Linked DNA regions of Cricetulus griseus: region 1 is linked to region 2. Evidence: chromatin contacts called from public Hi-C data. All regions are on one chromosome and are shown on one strand. The core of a region is the stretch at or near the end of the contact, and the rest is flanking DNA. Distances in the headings are between cores, read along the strand shown. Region 1 overlaps Srgap2 (SLIT-ROBO Rho GTPase-activating protein 2). Region 2 has its middle 27 kb from the start of Avpr1b.

Evidence for each region. A called contact is a pair of places that touch in the nucleus more often than the background predicts.
Region 1: a Hi-C map of liver shows a contact between it and region 2, with 2.7 times the contacts expected there. The contact joins two enhancer-like sites. A contact is called at or near these places in 2 of 8 Hi-C or Micro-C datasets (fibroblasts and liver).

What each region holds. Positions count from the first base shown.
Region 1 is chr5:57,757,169-57,762,640 of CriGri-PICRH-1.0, reverse strand. Srgap2 (SLIT-ROBO Rho GTPase-activating protein 2) reads right to left here. Exons shown (of 23, transcript XM_027417669.2): 21 at 5,392-5,472; 22 at 1,583-1,907. Among named protein-coding and RNA genes, the nearest start is that of Ikbke, 15 kb to the left of the region's middle. Within about 2 kb of position 3,275, at least 1 of the 6 cell types and tissues checked has open chromatin away from gene starts, as enhancers often do.
Region 2 is chr5:57,509,034-57,514,847 of CriGri-PICRH-1.0, reverse strand. No RefSeq gene overlaps it. Among named protein-coding and RNA genes, the nearest start is that of Avpr1b, 27 kb to the right of the region's middle. Within about 2 kb of position 2,162, at least 3 of the 6 cell types and tissues checked have open chromatin away from gene starts, as enhancers often do.

The sequences.
Region 1 (5,472 bases), core at 2,026-4,525, 250 kb before region 2:
CCAGGTTTCCCACTTAGGGCTTCCTGTCTGATGGTGTGACTGAAGCTTGCTATGGATGATAGTGACTCATTTTCATTCATCACTATGGCATTTATTAGCCTTTCTTGCCCCCTCCTGCAATGCCAGGGCTGGAACCCAGTAGCCTATGCACAATTGGCAAACATTCTTAGCTTGCATTGCTGAGCTACACCTGTGGGCTTCTTAAATCTTTTAGAATGCTCAGGAAGAATTCTTATCTCCTGGCTCTGTCCTGTAAGGCCACTAGTATGTTCACAGTTTCTAAGACTTTGGTTAATGGCTGGCTAAAAGAGGATCAAGGAGGATTCCCATGGTGCAAGGCAGATTGCTGTCAGGAGCTTAAACAGGATAGAGGGTAAGCAAAGCAAGACATTATAGGCCCAGGGCTCAATATTGGGTGTACCAGGTATACCTCCTTAAGCAGAGCACCAATGAAACCAATGGGGACCATACAGAGCCTCTATTGCCCTTTCCTGATCACCCCAGAAGTTGAGGTGAGGAAGAGGACAAAAGCAATCCCTTAGTTCCTACCTGTTCTAATGAAAAGTATATAGCTGGGAGAGACGTCTGAGAGAACTGCTTGGAGTGGCCCCAGTAGTTGGATGTTTAGAGGTCGAGTTGGGTTTCTAATATTTCATGGAAAACAGAATCATCAATGTGGTGCTGATGGAAAGCAAGGTCCTGCAATCTGGGATTCATCTGCATTGGTACCTGCAACTTTGGGTTGGAAACTTTCTAGTACCTGAGCTTCAAGCAACAAGAATACTTTGGGGTTTTGAAGACAGAATCCGATGGTGGACTAATTAGCTATCTACAAGTATCAGAGATCAGCTTTATGAAATGGAGTGTCAGGAACGGAGTCTTAGCTTCACTAAAGTCTACTATTGTGTTTCTATCATCTGTCTGCCTGCCTACCTACCTACATATCTACTTATCTATCCATCTAGTTTCTCATGTGTGTGTTCTATGTGCAGAGGCCAGAGGAAGATGTCAGGTATCTGTCTCTATCACTCTCTATCTTATTGTTTTGGGGGCAGAGACTCTCACTGAACTTGAAGTTTGTTCTTTTGGCTAGGCTGGCTGACTGGCTAGCAAGTCCTAGGACTCTGCCTGCCCTTAATCCCCAACACTGGGGTTACAGGCCTTTTATGTGGGTGCTGCGGATTTGAATTCAGTTCATCTTGCTCGCATAGCAAGCGCTCTTATGTATTGAACCATCTCCTCAGACCCTACCTTAGTGTCTTAACACATGAAACTTGGACTAATGGACTTTTTTTATCAAAATATTTAGCTGTTGGCTTTAAAAGTTAACAGCCTTGGAAACAGCCAGAATACAAATAAGAAGGTAGAATTCTATTAACTCTACCTTCAGGTTTTGCTGGGGAGACAAGGGTAGGCAGATTGCTCAGTAAGCTGTCTTGGCAGATTCACATGTATGATACTTGCTGCATCCTCTATAGAACGTACAGGGATCTCTTTTAAGTTCTGTTGATTAGCCGGGGCTGCTCTGAGTGGAACTGATGAGTGTAGACTTACTACTTATTGTCCAGGGCCCCTCAGTTACCTGTGCAATGACTTCAGGGTCCACGGGCCGATGGTTATTGAAGCTTTTTGACCTTCCCGCAGTGGCAGTCTTCCGGATCTGTGGACTGTCCAGCCTGTTCTTCAGGGATGAGTGGCGGCTGATAGAGTTGAGGCTCCCATGGCCGCTGATGGAACACTTATCAGGCCCTTCCTTGGGGAGATTCTGGCTCATGATGGGCTGAGAGGATGGACGGCAGCTAGCCCCCACCCCCGGGGAGGAGGAGTCAGTCAGAGAACTGCCCAGCCCATGGCTGTCACTCCGAAATGTTTTTCTGATGCTCCCAGATTCTGGACGCTTCCTTTGCCTTCAACAAACAGAAACGGCATCTGATCAGGAAGCCCTGGGTCCAATGAGCTGGGATTGTGACAGGGGGCAGAGGCTGGCACCTGGGACATCTAAAGAAAGTCACACAGAATACTCTATCTCTTCAGTTTTTCTTTCTCTTGTTTTCTCTATGGTTCTGTTCCCTCCAACCCCCAACCTGGGCAGAGGTGAAATGGATACTTACTTGGTGGTTGTGAGCTTTGAGTTCTAACCATGTAAGATGCTGTCAGAAAAAAAATTGCCTGTTCAAGAGAAAGTTTCTAATGGGAGAAAGATTCATGAAAAGACCCACTCCATTGCCTGCATGAACAGAAACCCAAGCCCCAGGTGACAAAGTCTCGCCATCACCAAGGAGGAAAGTCTCACCATCACCAAGGAGGGGGAGAACTTCTAGCAATAGGAGTTAACTTTTCCACATTTCAGTTTGCTCAACTATACTACAGCAAGTCCGTCATCATCTGGGCTCTGGCAAGAGGCTATTTCTTGTTCATAGACATGGAAGAGATTTTTCAAGGAACTGCAGTGGCACAGACAGAGGGTTCACTGTGTGCCTGATCTTAGGGTAGAAAGGGCATCTACACAACTCCTATGTCACCCAGCACTGGGCCAATTCATTTCATACCACAAAAGGCTCTCAAATGATGTGATGTAGTGGGATCCTAGCCATATGGGTTATTGCCTGATGCTGAATAATTTTATTTTTCTGAACCAGACTTTAAAGGACCTCATCTAAGATGCCATCAAGCTGCTAGTTCAGATAGCAGCTGTGTAGCTCTGATCTCGACTCTACTGAGGAAGATGGGATGAGCTGGGGATCGGGATGGTAATGGTAGGACTGCAGATTGGGGGCCATCTCTTAAGCATAGATAATGCCTAAGTCATTTCTTGTGCTGCTTACAGCTTCGGTCTGCTTTATCTTTCTGGGTCTGGTAGGATGTGGCCCAGCAGCCTCTCTATGAATGTGGCTGCTAGGCAGGTCTAGCGTTGTAAGGCAGCCATTCTCAACCAGAAAAAGGATGCTCTTTAGTCTAGGAAGACCCTGCTGAAATGAGCCCTCCTTTGTCAAGTTTTCCATGACATTAGTACCTCCAACTGCAGACCGAAGAGATTCCTCCCTTCCAGGTTTCTCCAGTGCCTCCATACAACTGCTTTGCAGTTACCTTCCATATGGTCTTGTGCCTTGCCAGACTGTGAGCTCTGAACAGCTAGCACTGGTGCTTGGCACAAAGCAGATGGTTAATATAGGATGTGGAATTAAATCTAAATGCCACACCTAAGAACGCTGCTGATTTCCCTTTTCCTCTCAAGGATGGCTGACTCACAGATCAGAACTGCTGAGAAGGCAGACTTAGGGGACTGTGGTAGTGTCATCCCAGGCTCTATCTGGGGCATAAAGACAAGGAAGACAGAGAGGCTGATTTACAAGGAGCTCAGCCTGGAGGAGGAACCAGGCGTAGCACCAAGTACCAGCAACTCAAGCCATTTTGGAATGCAGAATGAGGGCATTGTTTTCAGCCCAAGGAACTCAGGGTGTAAGGAAGGTTTACCCAAATAGGTAAGTCTTGGAGGCTGAGGAGGAGTTAATCAAATGAGAGGGCCCAGGAGGAAAGAGTTCTCCAAGGCAATCAGGAAACTCAAGTTTCATGGGAGCACTGTTCTGGAGGCAGGCGGGAAGTCAGACTCACTCCTAAGAGCCAGGCATGTTAGGGCTGTCACTCATGCACTGATTGGCTGGTGCCCGGGAAAGCTTGAGTAGACCATGTTGACATGGTTTGGTTATGGTCTGTCCCCAGGAAATTCATCGTAAGAATCTTAATACCACCAAGCAAAGAGATCAAGGGAACAACCCTGACTTTCTACCAGATGTTTATCTTTTAACTATTCTAGCTTTTGTTCTCTGTAATTCCTTTGTATGAATGGTATCAAATACATGTTGACTTAAAATTTAATACCCAGGGCTGAAGCTGTAGCTCGGAAGTAGAATGCTCCATTTGTATATGTGACTTGTTGAGTTCTACCCCCAACGCCATAAAAAACAAAAACAAAGTGCCTAAATAAATATCTAGCTTCCCCTCCACTATCCAGTCTTGGTTTCTGGCTTAATAAGCTCATGGCCTTGTGATTGCAGACTCATAATTAACACAGACTTGTAAATAATGAAAAAATGTGATTAGCTGGAAGCTACCTTCTATTAGCTTGCCCTCTTAGCAGACCGGAGGGAAGTATAAAATCCTCAACTTGTTTACTGGTCTGAATTAAGTTATGACTATACTACATAAGTGAGCAGAATAAACTTGATGAACTTGAGTGTGAAAGAGATAGAAAAGATCCATGTCCCCCAACCCCCTCTATTGTCTGGTTGGAAAAAAGCCAAGAGATCTGGCAACCTCATGCAGTTTAAAAACAGTAAGCATCTTTTATTCTCCTTCCAGTCTCAGTGTCCAGAGGCTATGGTTAACAGGGTTTCAAAGTGCAAATCATTTCACCCCTCCAAGGTCGGAAGGAATACAAACTGTACGTCATCTCCAATCCATGTTCACCAGGAGAGCCCCGGGGCTTGTCATCCTCCTGGCACTGGGCCACAGTTCAGGGTCTGGCAGAAAGAGGTCTGTAGGACTTGGTGTCTGGCCCCTTGAGATGAGATTAGTTCTCCGATAGCCTGAGTGCCTCTGGGGGAGGCAGCAGCTCATGGGCGGGCGAACGAGGAATCCCTCTAGATAGCCAGCAGGTGTGGATGGAGTTAGAACCTCGGAATACTGCTAATGGCCACAATGAAAGCTGGGGTGAGAGTAAGCCTGCTGGACAGGAGTGGGCATCTGCAAAGGACTGCTAGGGGAGGATAATAAAAACACAGTGCGAAAGCAACAAGAAAAAAATGAAAGGTGATTTCTGCTAGTGTGAAAGGGAGCGAAGGGTCACGCTCAGGAGAAAGCTTCCCTTGGGCTCAGTGCTCTTCTCTTTTCCATGGCCATGAATGTAGGATAGGGAGAACCAGACACATGGCATCTAAGTAAGCCCACCTGGTGGACAGAAGCCTGGTGAAGACATACGAAACTCTGAAATCTTCAGACAGACAAGGGTCAAAGAAGCTATCAAATACTATTTGAGCAAGAATTGGAAAAGTGAAGGCACTGATAAGAAATAGCACAAAACCAAGTTGCATAAGGTGACCAAAGCTTTGATGAAGGTTTGGCTAAGACTGCCAGGAAGTCTGGGCAGACAGACACCGTGGAACACACAGAGTACCACAGGATGATAACAGACAGTTGGAGGGTAGGGCCTGCCCTTAGAGACCCATGTAAGCCCTGCCATCCACCTTGCAGCAGCAAACGACACATGGAGACTGTTAGGTTGGGGGAGCTAGGAGCCCTGCATACAGCACAGGAGCGGGGTGGGGTTAGGCAGGGGGTGAGGCGGAGTGAGTGAGTCATTTAGGGGAGCAGAAAATGAAAAGCAGAGCTTACTTGTTGATGTTTGCAAGATAAATATCAGCTACATGACCCCCACTGGGACAGCTGGCCCCTGTTCTGGCTGTCACCTTTTCT
Region 2 (5,814 bases), core at 913-3,412:
TTGCATGCCTGGTACTCTTTGATGCCAGAGGAAGATCCCCTGGACCTGGAATTACAGCTAGTGTCACCCACTATGTGGGTGCTGGATGTCGAACCCAAGTCTGCTTGATGAGTAGCTAGTGCTCTTACCTGTAGAGGCATTTCTTCAGTTCAACACCCAACTCTCACCTGTGGACACATCTGCCAGACAGAAGCATAACAGAGAAATAAGGAAACTAACAGAGGTTATGACTCAAATGAACTTAACAGACATCTATAGAACATTCCACTCAAACACAAAAGAATATACTTTCTTCTCAGCACCTCAGGGAACCTTCTCAAAAATAGACCACATACTCGGTAACAAAGCAAACCTCAACAGATACAAAAGAAATTGTAATAACCCCCTGTATCCTATCAGATCACCACAGCTTAAAGTTAGAATTCAACAGCAACATTAATTTCAGAAAACCTACAAACACATGGAAATTGAACAATGATCAACTAAACCACCACTGAGTCAAGGAAGAAATAAAGAAAGAAATTAAAGACTTCCTAAAATGGCAGCACACATACCCAAACTTATGGGACACAATGAAAGCCTCGCTAAGAAGAAAGTTCATAGCACTAAATGCCTACATAAATGAGCTGGGAAAATCCCACACTAGTGAATTAACAGAACAACTAAAAGCACTAGAACAAAAAAAAGCAAACCCACCAAGGAGTAGATGGCAAGAAATAGTCAGATTGAAGGCTGAAATCAATAAAATAGAACAAAGAAAACTACAAAGAATTGGTTCCTGGAGAAATTCAACAAAATAGACAAATCTTTATCCAAACAAACCAAAAGACAGAGAATATTCAAATTAACAAAATCAGAAACAAAAAGGAGGACAATGTATGAGGCCACTGGCAGTGAGTCCAAGATCTAACTTTAATGCACAAACCGACTTAGTGTAGCCCGTTCTATATGGAGAGACACCTTACTCATCCTAGATGGGGGGTTGAGGAGAGTGTGCCTTGGTCCAGTCTCAACGAGATGATGGGACAAACTTAATAGATTTCCTAGGGGAGGCCTTATCCTGTCCAGCAAACAGATGGGGAGTTGAGTGGAGAGGGTAGTGGGGGGACTGGAATGTAAAAAATAAATTATTAATTAAAAAATAAAACTAGACTCTTTTCTTATAATAAAAGAAAAAGAAAATAGACTTGGAGTGGAAATGGAGAACAGTGGAGACGTTTACAGTTGTACCAAAAGCAAAACATGACACAGCTGGGCTTAGAGATAAAGTGTCATCTTGCTTGTAAGGACTAGGAAAACAAAAGGACACAAATGCCATGTTCACTCTGGCTGGCATTTCATAGTCTTTGTTAAATTGTTGTGATTTAATTTTGAGATGTAGGTATAGAAAAGGAAGGGAGGGTCCATAGGTTGTTAGAGGAAGAAGTGAAATTTGTAGCCAGGTCTGTGATCTATCTTCATTTGAATAATTTACATACGATGAATTCTATAATGCTATATTGTTTATGTATTATGAACTGTATAATAATTTACATACTATAAATTGTACCCATTTCAAATGTAAAACTCAATGGTTTTAGCAAATTGTACCCATTTCAAATGTAAAACTCAATGGTTTTAGCATATTCACAGACTTTTACAACCACTAACTTAGTAAAATTCCAGGATCTTTTCATCCTTTCAAGATACTAAGTATCCATTAGAAGTTTTGGCAGTCACCACCTCCTCTACCCTACACAACCACTAGTCCCATTCTGTCTCTGGTTTTGCCTATCCTAAACATTTCTTTCAATGGTGCCATGCATTTTGTGGTCTCCCGTGATTACCTTCTTTGACTTAGCATGGCATTTTGAGGTTTGTGAAGCAGCATTTCGTTTCTTTTTATTGCCTAAGAAGTCTCCTTCTAAAAACCTTTCCTTCATCCGGCCCCACCTTGCCCAGAGCCTCTATCTGGTGAACCAGCTTCCTTCTGTGACCTGAGCAAAGCTAGGACAGGGACACACAGAGCTTGGAACCGTTTCTTTCTCCCTGAAAGACAAGGCTCAGCAGATGGCAGACAGTGAATGACATCAGGGTCTGCGGTGGCTGGAGCTCGTGGCACCAGCTCCTCATTGTTCTATTTTTATTCTTGTGTTAAGATTTCTTTCACATGGAAGGCTTTACTCAAACGCTGCTTCTCTGGCAGCTCCTACAAACCCCAGCCTGCTTCTGCTGCCACCTGCCGTCCTTTAGCCAGATACTGAACAGCGGGTGATAACAGCTACACGCTTAGCTTAGCTCTATTCTTTATACCTATGTTTTAGTGTTTTCTACCTTAAAAGTCTGATTCCTTGAAATTACATCATAAGAGTGACCCACCAAAGCGTTCTTAGCAGGAGTAGAGTGCACAAGCCGCCCCCCCAAACGTTTCCCCCTCCACTAATGTGACACCAGGCAGTGAGTGAGATTCCAGGGTCCATTCCTTCACTTCTTCCCGTTTCCCCTCCTACCCGCCTTTTGAAAGAGAATATTTTTGAAACAGGGTCTCATTATGTAGACCAGGCTGGCCTTTAACTCGAAGAGATCCACCTGCCTCTGTCCCCTGAGTGGTGGGATTGAAGGTGTGTGCCACCACCCAGCCTACAATTTTGTTTGTTTGTTTCTCGAGACAGGGTTTCTCTGTGGCTTTGGAGGCTGTCCTGGAACTCGCTCTAAATTGTAATACTTATCATATACTAGACTTTTGTGAGGGACTGTAAAGATATTGAATGTAAAACGCTTGGGTCATTGGTTTTGAAGGAAATTACTGTATGGAGGCAGTAATGCCCAGATAATTAGGTGGTCTCTTGAGGAGTGAATACTTAGGTATCCCCTTACAATACTTATTACAATTTATTTTTTACCCATATATAAAATTACATATTCTAAGAGGTCATCATAAATTTTCAATACATGCACACACTGAGACCTTTCTATTAAAAAACCGGGTATCATTTTGCAATATTGTTTGATTTATTTTTCAACTTAAAATGTGTTTTGGAGATCCTTCCAGCCACATTTCTCTTTGTATAACATTTCACTGTGCTTATGAATCACGGTTAATTAAAGCTTTCCACCACTAATGTGAGTATGAATGTGTGTGTGTGTGTGTGTTCATCTGTGCTTAGGCACATAGTCTGATTCCATATCTCGCTATTGTGAATAGTGCTGCAATAAACACGGTGTTCAAGGATCTCTTTGCTATGCTGATTTTATTTGCCTTGTGTATAAGCTCAGGACGGCTGGATTACATGTTATTTAGTTTTTTGAAGACCCTCAATACTGATTTCCATACGGACTTCACTAATTTTCATCCCTACTAACAGAATATAAGGGTTTCTTTTTATCTAATCCTTTCTAGCATTTTTCCTTTTCTTCCACTTTCTCTGTTTATTTTCTTTAGTTAATTTTTTTAAGTTAGCACACGAAGTAGTGGGTTTCATTATTTTCATTTTTATTTTTATATTTATTTATTTTTGGTTTTTCAAGACACGATTTCTCTGTGTAGCTTTGGAGCCTATCCTGCCACTCGCTCTGGAGACCAGGCTGGCCTCGAACTCACAGAGATACACCTGCCTCTGCCTCCTGAGTGCTGGGATTAAAGGCATGCGCCACCAATGCCTGGCTGCCTATTTTCATTTTTAACCGTATGTGTGCCTGAATACATGTATGTAGGTGAAGCACTTGCATGCAAGTGCCCCGGAAGCTAGAAGAGGACATTGGATTCCCAGGGGCTGGTGTTACAGGCAGTTTGAGTCACCATGTAGATGGACCAAATCCAGGTCCTCTGCAGGAACACCAAGTGCTCTCAGCTGTTGAGTCATCTTCTCAGAATGTATTTTGGTTTTGGAGACAAGATCTCACTATGCAGTCAAGACTAACCCCAAATTCACAGCAATCTCTCAACCATCCAGGTGCTGGGATTATAGGCATGAGTCATCAGCCCTGGCTGTTTTGGTTTTTCTTGATGATAATGGTTCTGGGTTGGGGGGTGAGGCAAATATCTGTGAAGTTTTGTTTTGCATTTTAGCATTTAGTAGCTAAAAACACTGGGAGCCTTTTCCATAAGTTTGTGTGGTATTTCTTTTGAAGCATTTTCAGATCATTTGCCTATTTTTCCTTTGGACTGCTTGCTATGTTGCTGTTAACTTTTTTGAGTTCTTTATGTGCACTGGATACTGATCCCTCCATTGCATGAATAACTAGTGAAAACCCTTCCCTTCTGTAGGTCTGCTCCTCTGTTGCTTCCTTTGCTGTGCAGAAGCCTTTTAATTTGATTGATCCCATGGGCCTTTTTCTGCTTTTATTTCCTGAGCTGTTGGAGTCCTCCTACTCAGAAATCATTGCCTATGCCAGTATCTAGTGTTTTCAAAGATCCAGGTTTTGCATTGCAGCCTTTGATCCATTTTGAGTTGGTTTTGTAGAGAATGTAAGATAGGGGAACAGGGATCTAGTTTCCACCTTTTCTGTTGTGTCTTCATTTGTGTTTCTGTGCTTAAGCTAAGAATATATTTTATAAGTTTATAGGTTGCTTATAGTTAAAATTTTTACATTTGTGTATGTGTTTGTGCATATGTGTTTGCATTTATACCACCGTATGCTTTTGGAGGTCAGAGGACAACTTGTGGGTGTTGGTTCTCTCTCTACCATGTGGGTTTTGGGGCTCAACCTTAAGTAATCTGTCTTGGCAGCAATGGCTTTACCCATTAAGCTATCTTAAAGGTAAGGATTATCATGACATAAAGAAGCCTTTTTATTGAGGTTTGGCAAATCTCTGAGGGTTGGCTGCTGTCTGATCTTAGAGAGAGTCAATTGATTTTGGATAGCTAAGGGGATACTTTAAAAACAAAACAAAAAAAGGTAAGGTCCAACATAACATAAAACACTCTCATTACATGTATGGATCATTTGTCAAAACAGCAACATTAGTTACACTGACATGGATGGGAAGTGTTACCCTTACAAAGAAACCAACTGTCACATGTAGATGGCCTAGGTCAGTCCCATGGAGGCTCCCTAACTGTTGGTCCAGAGTCCATGAGTTCCCACAAGCTCAGGTCAGCTGTCTCTATGGGTTCTCCCTTCATGACCCCTCTGGCTCAAACCCCATATCGCTTCCTCATCCCGGGTTTGCTGCTGCTACTATGGCGCCACTTGTGTTTCCTCCCACCTCCAATAGTCTCTGTGGGGTCAGCTTATTTGGCTAGGCCAGGTTCAGACCCAAAGAGGAGCAGAGTCAAACTCTTTCCTGCAGAGCCTGCAGCTCACTGGGACTTGCTCCTTGTCTCTGACAGGCTCCAGGCCAGCACCATGGCCCTTGCCTTTCCATTAGCCATACCTGGCTGCTGAAAGTGAAGCAGTTGGTAGAAATCACCACCTGTCTCCAATCTAGTTCTTTTCTTGCCTTCCCTCCAAGAAAGGAGCTGGCAGACAGCTAAGGGAACAAAAGGAGACTATTGCCACTTGCAAGTAACAATTTCAAGGGAAAAGTGAAAGTTCTGGGACCCTCTGTAGGATGCCAATAAAAAGAGCTTGCACATAATTCAGCTCTGTGAAGGCTTAGGGGTGCCAACTGAGAGGAGTCCCTTGCAGTTTAAGTCTGTGGGTCACACCATGGGGAGTAGCAAGCCCAGAGGTCAGGAGTTGCAGGTCTCTGAGGCTGGAGGTCTGTATGTATGGAAGCCTGGAGCCACAGGTCTCTGGAGCAGTGGGTTTTGGAGGCTGAAGCAGGGGCAGTTGCTTCTGCTTGCAGTCTCTGGTTGAGTCCCGGAGGTTGGCTCAAGTGAGCATGGTGCC